Linked DNA regions of Mus musculus: all the other regions are linked to region 1. A link is a contact called in public promoter capture Hi-C data. All regions are on one chromosome and are shown on one strand. The core of a region is the stretch at or near the end of the contact, and the rest is flanking DNA. Distances in the headings are between cores, read along the strand shown. Region 1 holds the start of Cdkn3 (cyclin-dependent kinase inhibitor 3). Region 2 holds the start of Ddhd1 (DDHD domain containing 1). Region 3 has its middle 39 kb from the start of A530076I17Rik.

Region 1 (3,023 bases), core at 357-2,856:
GATCAATGGAGGAGAGCCCAGCTCATGGTGGGTGGTGCCATCCCTGGGCTGGTGGTCCTGCCTGCTATAAGAAAACAGGCTGAGCAAGCCAGGGGAAGGAAGCCAGTAAGCAGCCCTCCTCCATGGCCTCTGCATCAGCTCCTGCTTCCAAGTTCCTGCCCTGTGTGAATTCCTATCTTGACTTCCTTCAATAATGAACAGCAATGTGCAAGTGTAAGCTAAATTAACCCTTTCTTCCCCCACTTGCTTTTTGGTCATGGTGTTTCGTTGCAGCAAGAGAAACCCTAACTAAGACATGCATTGACCTGGCTAAGCCAGGTGCTCAGATATTTAGAAAAACACTATTGTGAATATTAGGGGATGTAATTTACATTTAAGTTGGTAGACTTTGGGTAAAGCAGATTGTCTTCCAAGTTGGAAGCCTGGATATTACAAAAGCTAAGATTCTCTTAACACAAGGAGGATTCTTTAGCTTATGGTTTTCACAGTTAATTTACAGCACAGACTCTTCCTGGCCCCCACAACACTCTGCCTTTGAACTTGAACTTTGATCTGATCTTCTGAGTCAACAGCCACTAACCTCTCACTAGATTTTGAACTCACCAGCATTCCGAAGTCATTTCTTTTACACACACACACACACACACACACACACACACACACACACACACACAACTTCTATTTCTCCGAAGGATCGTGACTAATGCTATTTCTAAGTCAAATCGTGCTGTCTTCTTTCCCTAACTACTAGCCCTGTGCCCACTGACTTTGACATAAGGGTAAAAGAGGAAACTTCTGCTTTTCTCAAATTCCATGATACTATTGCTCCAGGTGACTTTCTTTCCCAAAGCCAGCTAAATGAAGACTGAAAATGGAAGGTGGGGGGGGGGGGGCAGGGGAGTTAATGGAGAGAAGATTCACCAATAAAGAGCGTGTCCTCTCAGAGAGGACCCTAGTTCAGTTCCTTGCGCCCATGTAGCAGGCTCAGAACAGTCTTATATTGGCGCTGATTAAGCCTGACAAGGTCGACCCCACCCCCAACCCCCATATCATTTTATCTCCTTTTCATACAATATTAGCACATTCCTACTTGGTGAACAGGAAGACTGATCTACACATTAACTTATGTACATCCTGGAACATCCAGAACATACAGAACATCCAATGTCAAGTATGCCTATGCTCTTTATTTAGTATTCTCCAAAGTATCTACATGACTAGATATGACAGCAATGTCAGTTTTCCCAGGGACACCTCCTATGCAAGGCTCTCCTCCACCAATTACCACGCCCTGAAAGTTAAAACAATTTAAAAGAAAATGCTCCCTATCCTGGTATCATTCAGAAATTAAGTCCAGAAAGTCTCCAAAGCGCTGGACTTGTGAGGAACCACTTCGCCTCGCTCCGCCTCTCGCCACGTCCACGCCCTCAACTGGCGGAGGGGCGGAGCCCTCCAAGCCAATCCCCTTTCTTCCGGGCCCTCCTTCCGCGCGTCTTTCAAAGACTTCCTCTGAACCAATGAGTAGTCAGAGGCTGAGCAAGGCCCCGGAGTAAGAAACAGAGCGAGGATATGATTGGTTTCTGGAACGCCCCGCGCCACCTCCTACGTGGGCGGACCAATGGACTGACGGGGGCGGGCTCTTCGCGGGCGGTGTCCTAAAGGCTGCGAGGGCGGCGGCACTGGTTACGGCGAGTGGCGACCCGCGATGAAGCCGGTGAGTGGGGCTGTCCGGGACCCGAAGGATCCTCGCCACGGGGCCAGACGCTGGACCGCCTCGGCTGCGTTGCTGGGCGGCCAGCGGTGCGATTCGCACAGTAACCGCCCTGCGCGTCGGGGAGGCTGAGTGGCAGATCTGTGGCACTGCGGTTCGCTGCCCACCTGAGGGGCCTCACGACGACCCTGCCAGAGAGGGCCAAGCCATTCAGCTTGACAGCTCAGATGCAGAGGCTGTCACGGCCGGGGTTGTGGGTGGCTTGATGCCTCAGATGCAGAGGCTGTAACGACCCCGTTTGTGAGTGACATCACGATAGCCACCCTCCCTCAGAAAGCTCAGGGCACTGCGTCTTGTTTCCTGCAGGTCAGAATCCCTGGGCCTGAGGAAGGCAGGGACGTCTAAGCCTGTTAGCATTTATCCACAGCAGGCTGAGAGGGGTGGAGTGAAAAGTCACACAAGCTTAAAATCTGGTTTTATAGGAGAAAGAAAAGGGGTCTTAGCCATGACTTGGAAGCCCCACCTGACATATCGTTTCTACCTCATAGCTGACACTCCACTTAAAGGCTTCATTTGGGTTCCGTTGTGTTTTATACCAAAGAGCAATCCAAAGAAACCGCAATCTATAATTTCAGCCAGTTATCACCTGTTCCTCCAGCAAGACCTTTCTAGAAGAGCTTGAAAGCCAAGCAGTCAGGTGGTTACTCTTGCAAGTCTTGTGTCCACTGTGTCAGCTGCCTACCGACTGCATTGTTGCCAGAGGAAGAGTGAGCTATCTGACCTCTGGTATAGAGGAACTGAACACACGTAGAGCTCGCTATTTCCTCCTCTCTTGAGATCTACCTCCTCTGGCAAGCACAAGTGAGTCCTCTGTAGTCCACTGCTGCCTGGGAAGGGGTAGATCTGGATGGATGTGGGAATCACACAGCCGCAGTCTACTTTCTCCTTTTGACATTCTTTAAAACTAATATTTTTGTATACACGTGTTGTTCAAATGTCTGATCTCAGATGGTTCCAATTAGGGAGTGGAAAGGGTTTTTTGTTTGTTTGTTTGTTTGTTTTTGTTTTTGTTTTAGAAAGGGGATGAGCAGTGTCCACTGGCTTTGTCTCTTCTGGGTCATCTCTACTGAATACACAATCCTCCACCCTTCCACCCATATTGTGTTTTCTTTTGAGCCAGCCTGGCCATGTATACCACTGCTCTAGAACTTGTGCCTCAGTCTCCCCAATGCTGACATCAAAGCTTTGCACCATCATACCTGCCTTAGCTCTTGAATTTTCACACTGACTGCTTTAACTTCCTAGTCTACCT
Region 2 (3,023 bases), core at 230-2,729, 1.1 Mb before region 1:
TATGAAAACATTCTATACAGAGGGTACGGACCCACTTCGCACTGCCACTTCCTGCAGTTCTTTCCTCTTGTGCCCAACACATCCACTGTGAATAACACATTGTAACTCTCCTTTCCCGTCAGGGCTTTTCTCTTCTCAGGTTTTAAGCTGAACTGTTGATTCTCATAAAAACACTCAAGCATTTCCACTCACTCCAGGACATGTTATTTAAATCACAGGAGCTTCAGGAGACACGAGACCGAATCAGATATCCAGGTGGACAAAGCCCCTGGTACGGTCAAGAAACTAAAGCTACTGGCTTGGGGATCCGTTCCTGGATACCCTCCAGGGGATGGCAGCAGCACTCTACTCACCCAGGAGGCACAATCCCCGGCGGAATCCTCCCCTCCTGACCCCGCTAGCAGCTTGGGCGCTGCCATCTGCTCTTTTACCCTTCACCTGCCGAGGCACCCCGCGCAACCTGCATCCTAACCCGAGGCAGGCATCGCGGGGGCAACCGAACCCCCAAACGCCGTCCAGCGCGCGCCGAGCCTGGCCCGCCCCTGGCCAGCCACTTACGGTTCCAGTACACCGGGTAGCACTCTCCTTGAGTGACATCCACCTCGTAGAGGCCGCCGCGCACGCACACCGGCTCGATGGTCACCAGCTCCTCCATCTCCGGCTCAGGCCCCGCCGCGCGCGGGCAGAAGCCGCAGGCGCTGTCCTCCTCGTCTTCCTCCCCGAAGCTGGAGCTTGGGCCACACACCCGGTCTCCATCGCGGCCCGCCGCCCGGGCCTGGGCGCCCGTGGTCTGCAGCAGGGTCCGGAAGGCGAGCTCGATGCGCAGAGAGTCGTAGCCGATGAAGGGCTTCCAGGTCTTCTTGTCTTCCTTGTAGAACCAGCGCACCTCCTCGGGGCCCAGCTCCGTCACCACCTCGTAGCGGTGCCGGGCGGCTGCGCCGCCGGGCCGGGCGCGCTTCCTGTCCCCGGGGCCCCCTCCCGCCGCCCCGCCGCCCCCCGAGTTCTGGGCGACGAGCGGCGGCGGAGGCGAAGAAGAGCTGCCGCCGCCCGCGCTCTCGCCCTCGCTGTAGTAGCGCAACGACGAGCCGGACTCGGCCGAGCTGAAGTCGTAGGTCTCGTCGCTGAGGCACGGGTCCAGAGCCAGGTGGCTCAGGTCGTCGGCGCCCGGTGCCAGGTGCAGCGGCTCGGCGCGCAGCAGCGACAGCGGCACGCTGTCGCCCGGCTGGTGCTCGAAGCAGCAGCCGCCGCCGCCGAACACGCCCGCCGCGTCCGAGCCCAGCTCCCAGGCACCGCCGCCGCGGCCGTTACGCTCGGGGCTCCGTGGGGCGCCGCGGCCCGGGTAGTTCATGCCGCCGGCGCTTCCGCCACACGCGCATCCGACGCCGCCGCCCTCTCGGCCCGGACTTTATAATCTTTCAAATCCCGAGCAGGGCAGCAGCTGCGGCCGAGGCGACTCCGCCTCCCCGCCGGCCCCCGGCCGCCGCAGCGCCGTTCCGGGGCCCGCCCCATTGTTACGCAGCCCTGCGTGGGCGGGGCCACAGGGGCCCCGCCCCCAGCCGCGCGCGCCTCCCCGGAAGGCCCGAGGACTCTGCTGGAGCTCCCGTTTGGCGCTAGGCTGTACGTAGTCTTCCGCGCCTGGAAGCGGGGGTCAGACGGGGTCGCGGCGGTCTCGGCATCCGTGGAGCCCCTGCCTCACGACTTTCGACGCAGTGGCTCCGCCCCCTCGCTTCCACGCCCCTGGATGCCAGCCGCAGTGAGGCTCTCGCCCACTCATCTTTACACTTTCGGGTCATGAGCCCCGTGGGTGATTCAGCTGTATGCCCAGAGGGGCCCTGGAAGTTGCTAGCTCACGTTCCTGGCTTTAGGCCTGCTTTCAGCATCCGAAAGACCTGCTCGGTCACCTGGTTTGGCCCTTTCCCAACCTTCAGCCCATTCATACAGAAGGCACCCCACCTCTACGCCTGCTGCTCACCTGGGCACGACCACTCCCACTTACAAAACTGGCGTCCTAGAGTCACTGTGCCAGTTCTTTAGATTGCTTGCCCTCTTGTCCTTATGCTTCCTGTTCTTTCTGTAGTGCAGTAAGGCCTTGGATGGAAACCAAGTCCCTATGTCTTAGTCTTTTCCCACAGTCTGTGCGCATTCGATGTACCTTGGTTATAACTAACTGGTCTTGCCAGCCTTGTGTGGTAGATTATTAGACTGAAAGAGGAAAAAAAAAAAAACAAAAACCTAGGTTCTAAACTCAGCTTTGCCACCTCCAGGCAAGTCACTTAATCTCCTTTATCTATTTGTCTTATTCCTTGCTATAAGTAGGAGATCGTTGCACCGGACGGTCTCTAGTAATTCTATGGCTTTTAAGCCTTCCCAAGTTTGGTTTGGTTTTTGTTTTTAGTATAACTCTGATTCTGTAACTCACTTCCTGGTTTCAGGGAGACACGGAGGCTCTGTTATGTTAGACTTCCAAGACAGAGTAAAGAGAAGACAGAGACCAGAGTCTGACCTCAACAGATGGACAGTTTATTTCAAACAAAGAAGGAAAGACACTCTCCGGAGGGAAATGGGTGTCTTAGAAGGGAGTAAACTAGCTGGGGCCCTTTATAGAGGCAAGTGGGTGGCTTGGAAATGAAATTCTTGCAGCCATAGAGCTATGTGTCGGTCTATGATGTACCTTTCCTGGAATTATCTGTTTTATTAAAAGGCAGTTCATTTTGGGGAACAGGCTGCCCCAGCAGAGATTATTTGGACTGTGGCTGACTGATGAGTTTGGTCAAGGTCAGCTGTAACTTCATAGAAATCCTGTTTTATAGCTGAGGCACTCTGTCACCTCAGACCATTCTCTTAAATTGAAAAAAAAATTCATTTTATAAACCCATCCTATCTTGAGAAAACAATCTCCAATCTTGCTCTTACTTCAAGAACAGACAGTCTTCACTGTTAATGTTTACTTTGTGGAAACAGGTCAGTAGGGCAAGTTGTCTTGCTCTCAGGATGTAACCTGTCAGAGAGCCTTCAAAGTCATT
Region 3 (3,023 bases), core at 210-2,709, 1.1 Mb before region 1:
AGATAGATAGATAGATAGATAGATAGATAGATAGATAGATAGATAGATAGATAGATGTATTTTCTGTGTGGCATGTGATATGAGAGTTCATATTAGTAACTGAGGTTTGAATAAGAGAACCTGCATTTGCCCTGGCCAGATTACCAAGGTACGTGGGACTATATGACAAACTGATGTCATTGCAGCTGTTGACCTCTCTGAACTTATTATTCAATAGGTTCTGATCTTGTGGAAACACGCAAATATGTTTGTTTATGCTACTGCCATACTGCACCCACAAGAGGATTTGTTATGCAAATAAAATTACCAGAGTGCGTATTTTCTCTTTCTTGAAATATATAGGGCACCCTTTACTAGTAATGAATCATAAATAATTCCAACATTGACTTGCAGGTATCTTTCAGTCCAATTCAAGCCCAAATTGAATAGTTCCAGTTGTGTCAACACATAAGTTATACTGACAGGCAGTGTTATTAGGATTGAAGTCATGATAGTTAAAATTGACCCATCTGCAATCCAGATAAACTCATACAACCATCTCTAAAGTCAGAAGCTAAAGGATACTTTAATAATAAAAAGTTTGGCAGTGTCAACCAGCCAGACCTCCTGGAGCTCCCGGGGACTAGACCACCAGCTGAAGAGTACACATGGAGCGACCCTTGGCTCCAGCTACATATGTGATAGAGGATGACCTTGTTGAACATCAGTGGGACAAAAGGCCCTTGGGCATGTCAGTGTAGGGGAATGCCAGGTCGGAAAGAAGGGAGTGGGTGGATGGGTGGGTGAGCACCCTCATAGAGGCAGGGGGAGAAAGAATGGAATAGGGGGTTTCTGAAGGGGAGACTTGGAAAGGGCAAAACATTTGAAATGTAAACTAAGAAAATGTCCAATAAAAAAGTAAAAGATAAAAAATGTTTTAAAAGTTGGGGAACTTAATAAAGACTCATTGTATTTTGTGGCATTAACAGTAAAAAGCCCTGTCTTTTTAGTTGAAAATTGTCAAGAGTCAGAGCTCTTTATACATTTCTTCAGCATCCCAGGGCCATAAATAAAATAGCTGTTCTTGTTTAAACTATAACTTAATGCTAATTGTTATGCTACAATACAATTAAATTGTGACTCACTTGGCATTGGGTGCCACATGTTAAAGGGGCAATTGTCAACACTGCCCTGCTTTAGACACCAGCTGCCAGTGATGTTTCCAGGTCACATGTTTCTGACCAACTGGGCACAAATTCAAAGGGTTGACACAACCTCCTCATGTTTGATAATTTTTTAAAGCGTGGCTCATGCCCTTTAGAATTAAGAACAATATTATACTCACAATTACACTTTTATTGTGAAGGACTCAAACCAGGAACAGCCAAATGCTTTCATGTGACATTGATAGTGTCACCCTCCCAGCAGCCATCTAGCTCTGACGAGGACGTGTCTCAGAGTTCTCATGTCTAAAGCTTGTTACTAGGGTTCTTTCATTGACCATGGGACTGGATTTGGTCTCCTTTCACCCACATGAGAGGGATCAAGCCAGGTCAAATTTCTAATTATTAAACACATGGTTAATCTTTCTGGTGAGTGATTGGCTCTCATCCTGAGTCACCTCAGGTCTTCCCATAAACTCAAGTGTGATTTAAGAGGCTCATCAATAATTGCAAACAATAAAACATTCCCATTTACTCAGGGAATTCTAAGATTTAGATTGATTACCTTTTGGGAACCAGAGATAAAGGCCAGTGACACTCTCTATTATACAACAGACCATCCATTCTTTTTATATGGGGCAGCCAGTATAGAGAAGGCACTGGAGAATTTGAGCTAAATTTCTCAATAACTTGACCATCAATATCGGTCTTATAGTATCTCCCCTCGCCTTATCATTTATACTGATATCCTGATATCCTGATATAGGGTGTATAACGTGAAAAACAAAAGTCAAACAGTACTGGCTCGTTATTAGAGTTCCATTCAGACATTAGTAACCAATCCAGCATCACATGAACAAAATGTATCCCAGAGCAAGGCATCTAAAGTTCTCAAGCTTCCATTCAGGCAGATCAGGTTTCAAAAGCAGGAATGAGCTAAGCATTTTGTGGCTTCTCCCCTTAGGCATCTGATGGAAGTGAGCTACGACACAATATTGTGGCTTGCTCTGAGCTTCTTTCAAAGTATTAATGTAATATTGAATTTTCCTCATTGTATAGCCCTTTATTTATTCTGTTACTCTTTAGCTACAACTCTTCCTTCTTGGAGATGTTAGATTGATCCAGTAAGTTGATCTACAGTGCAGGCAGCAATATTACTTTAATAACCACCTCCCATTAGTTGACCCTATTCATTAGAGTTTGTTTATTCTTTCTAGCATGGGGCAGGCAATATAGTTGTATTTATGGCCACTGGTAGCAAATTCAAACTCAATTTCATCTTTGGTACCACTAAGATTTTATTACTTATTGATTGCTACATAATCTGAAGATAAATGACAGTATGTATATTATTTTATAATTATAGATCTGTGTGCTTCTTTTGTTAGCATCCCATTTAGATTCAAGATAGTCGATTCTTATTTGCCTTCTGAGAAAAATCAATAATACCCCTCACTGGTTAGGCTCTAGGGCCTTATCGAGACTCTCTCTTACAGCTCATGAGTATCAGCCAGGACTTGTGGCTCTGTTCTCATGAAGTGCACAGATGACTGTCCCTTTGTCATTTTCTAAAGGTGAATTCTAGAAGGCAAACACCCTATCCATTTATTGCTTCATGTGAGAAAGGCACATGGTTTCCAAACAAAAGGTGTAGTTGCTTGGTGTGCTTTGAGGTTGGACCTGAGTTGTTCAAAGGTGATTTGTGTCTTGTTTTTGAGAGAGTATAAACTGGTTTAAAACTTCCCCAAACTAGTAGTAAGAAGTAATTAGAAGATTCCTGGGTTTTACTTCTACCACATGTCATGTGTTTCTAATTTTTCTGGAGTGGTCCGCCACCATGTGATCTAACAAAGTTATGGGAAGACAAACTACTCTCCTATT

Evidence for each region. Promoter capture Hi-C pulls out the DNA fragments that hold promoters and counts their contacts.
Region 2: a contact with region 1 is called in a promoter capture Hi-C map of embryonic stem cells, with 4 times the contacts expected there. The contact joins the promoter of Ddhd1 here to the promoter of Cdkn3 in region 1. A contact is called at or near these places in 12 of 39 promoter capture datasets (the 3T3-L1 cell line, 3T3-L1-derived adipocytes, the C10 cell line and 7 more), 5 of 484 Hi-C or Micro-C datasets (CD4 T cells, Th1 cells, erythroblasts and 2 more), 5 of 115 datasets of contacts at active chromatin or transcription factors (the 230-238 cell line, astrocytes, embryonic stem cells and 2 more) and 2 of 9 other capture datasets (adipose tissue and liver).
Region 3: a promoter capture Hi-C map of liver shows a contact between it and region 1, with 5 times the contacts expected there. The contact joins the enhancer-like site here to the promoter of Cdkn3 in region 1. A contact is called at or near these places in 4 of 39 promoter capture datasets (the 3T3-L1 cell line, hippocampal neurons, liver and 1 more), 2 of 115 datasets of contacts at active chromatin or transcription factors (astrocytes and embryonic limb bud) and 3 of 9 other capture datasets (adipose tissue, embryonic stem cells and pancreatic islet).

What each region holds. Positions count from the first base shown.
Region 1 is chr14:46,758,935-46,761,957 of GRCm38.p6, forward strand. It overlaps Cdkn3 (cyclin-dependent kinase inhibitor 3), which reads left to right and starts at 1,607. Exons shown (of 8, transcript NM_001360041.1): 1 at 1,607-1,714. The coding sequence starts at 1,706.
Region 2 is chr14:45,656,664-45,659,686 of GRCm38.p6, forward strand. It overlaps Ddhd1 (DDHD domain containing 1), which reads right to left and starts at 1,480. Exons shown (of 14, transcript NM_001042719.2): 1 at 559-1,480. The coding sequence starts at 1,348. Mir5131 (microRNA 5131) reads right to left here and starts at 1,390; the gene lies at 1,298-1,390.
Region 3 is chr14:45,706,157-45,709,179 of GRCm38.p6, forward strand. No RefSeq gene overlaps it. Among named protein-coding and RNA genes, the nearest start is that of A530076I17Rik, 39 kb to the left of the region's middle. Within about 2 kb of position 1,460, at least 13 of the 459 cell types and tissues checked have an H3K27ac peak or open chromatin away from gene starts, as enhancers often do. A contact at or near this core is called in liver, where this site is marked.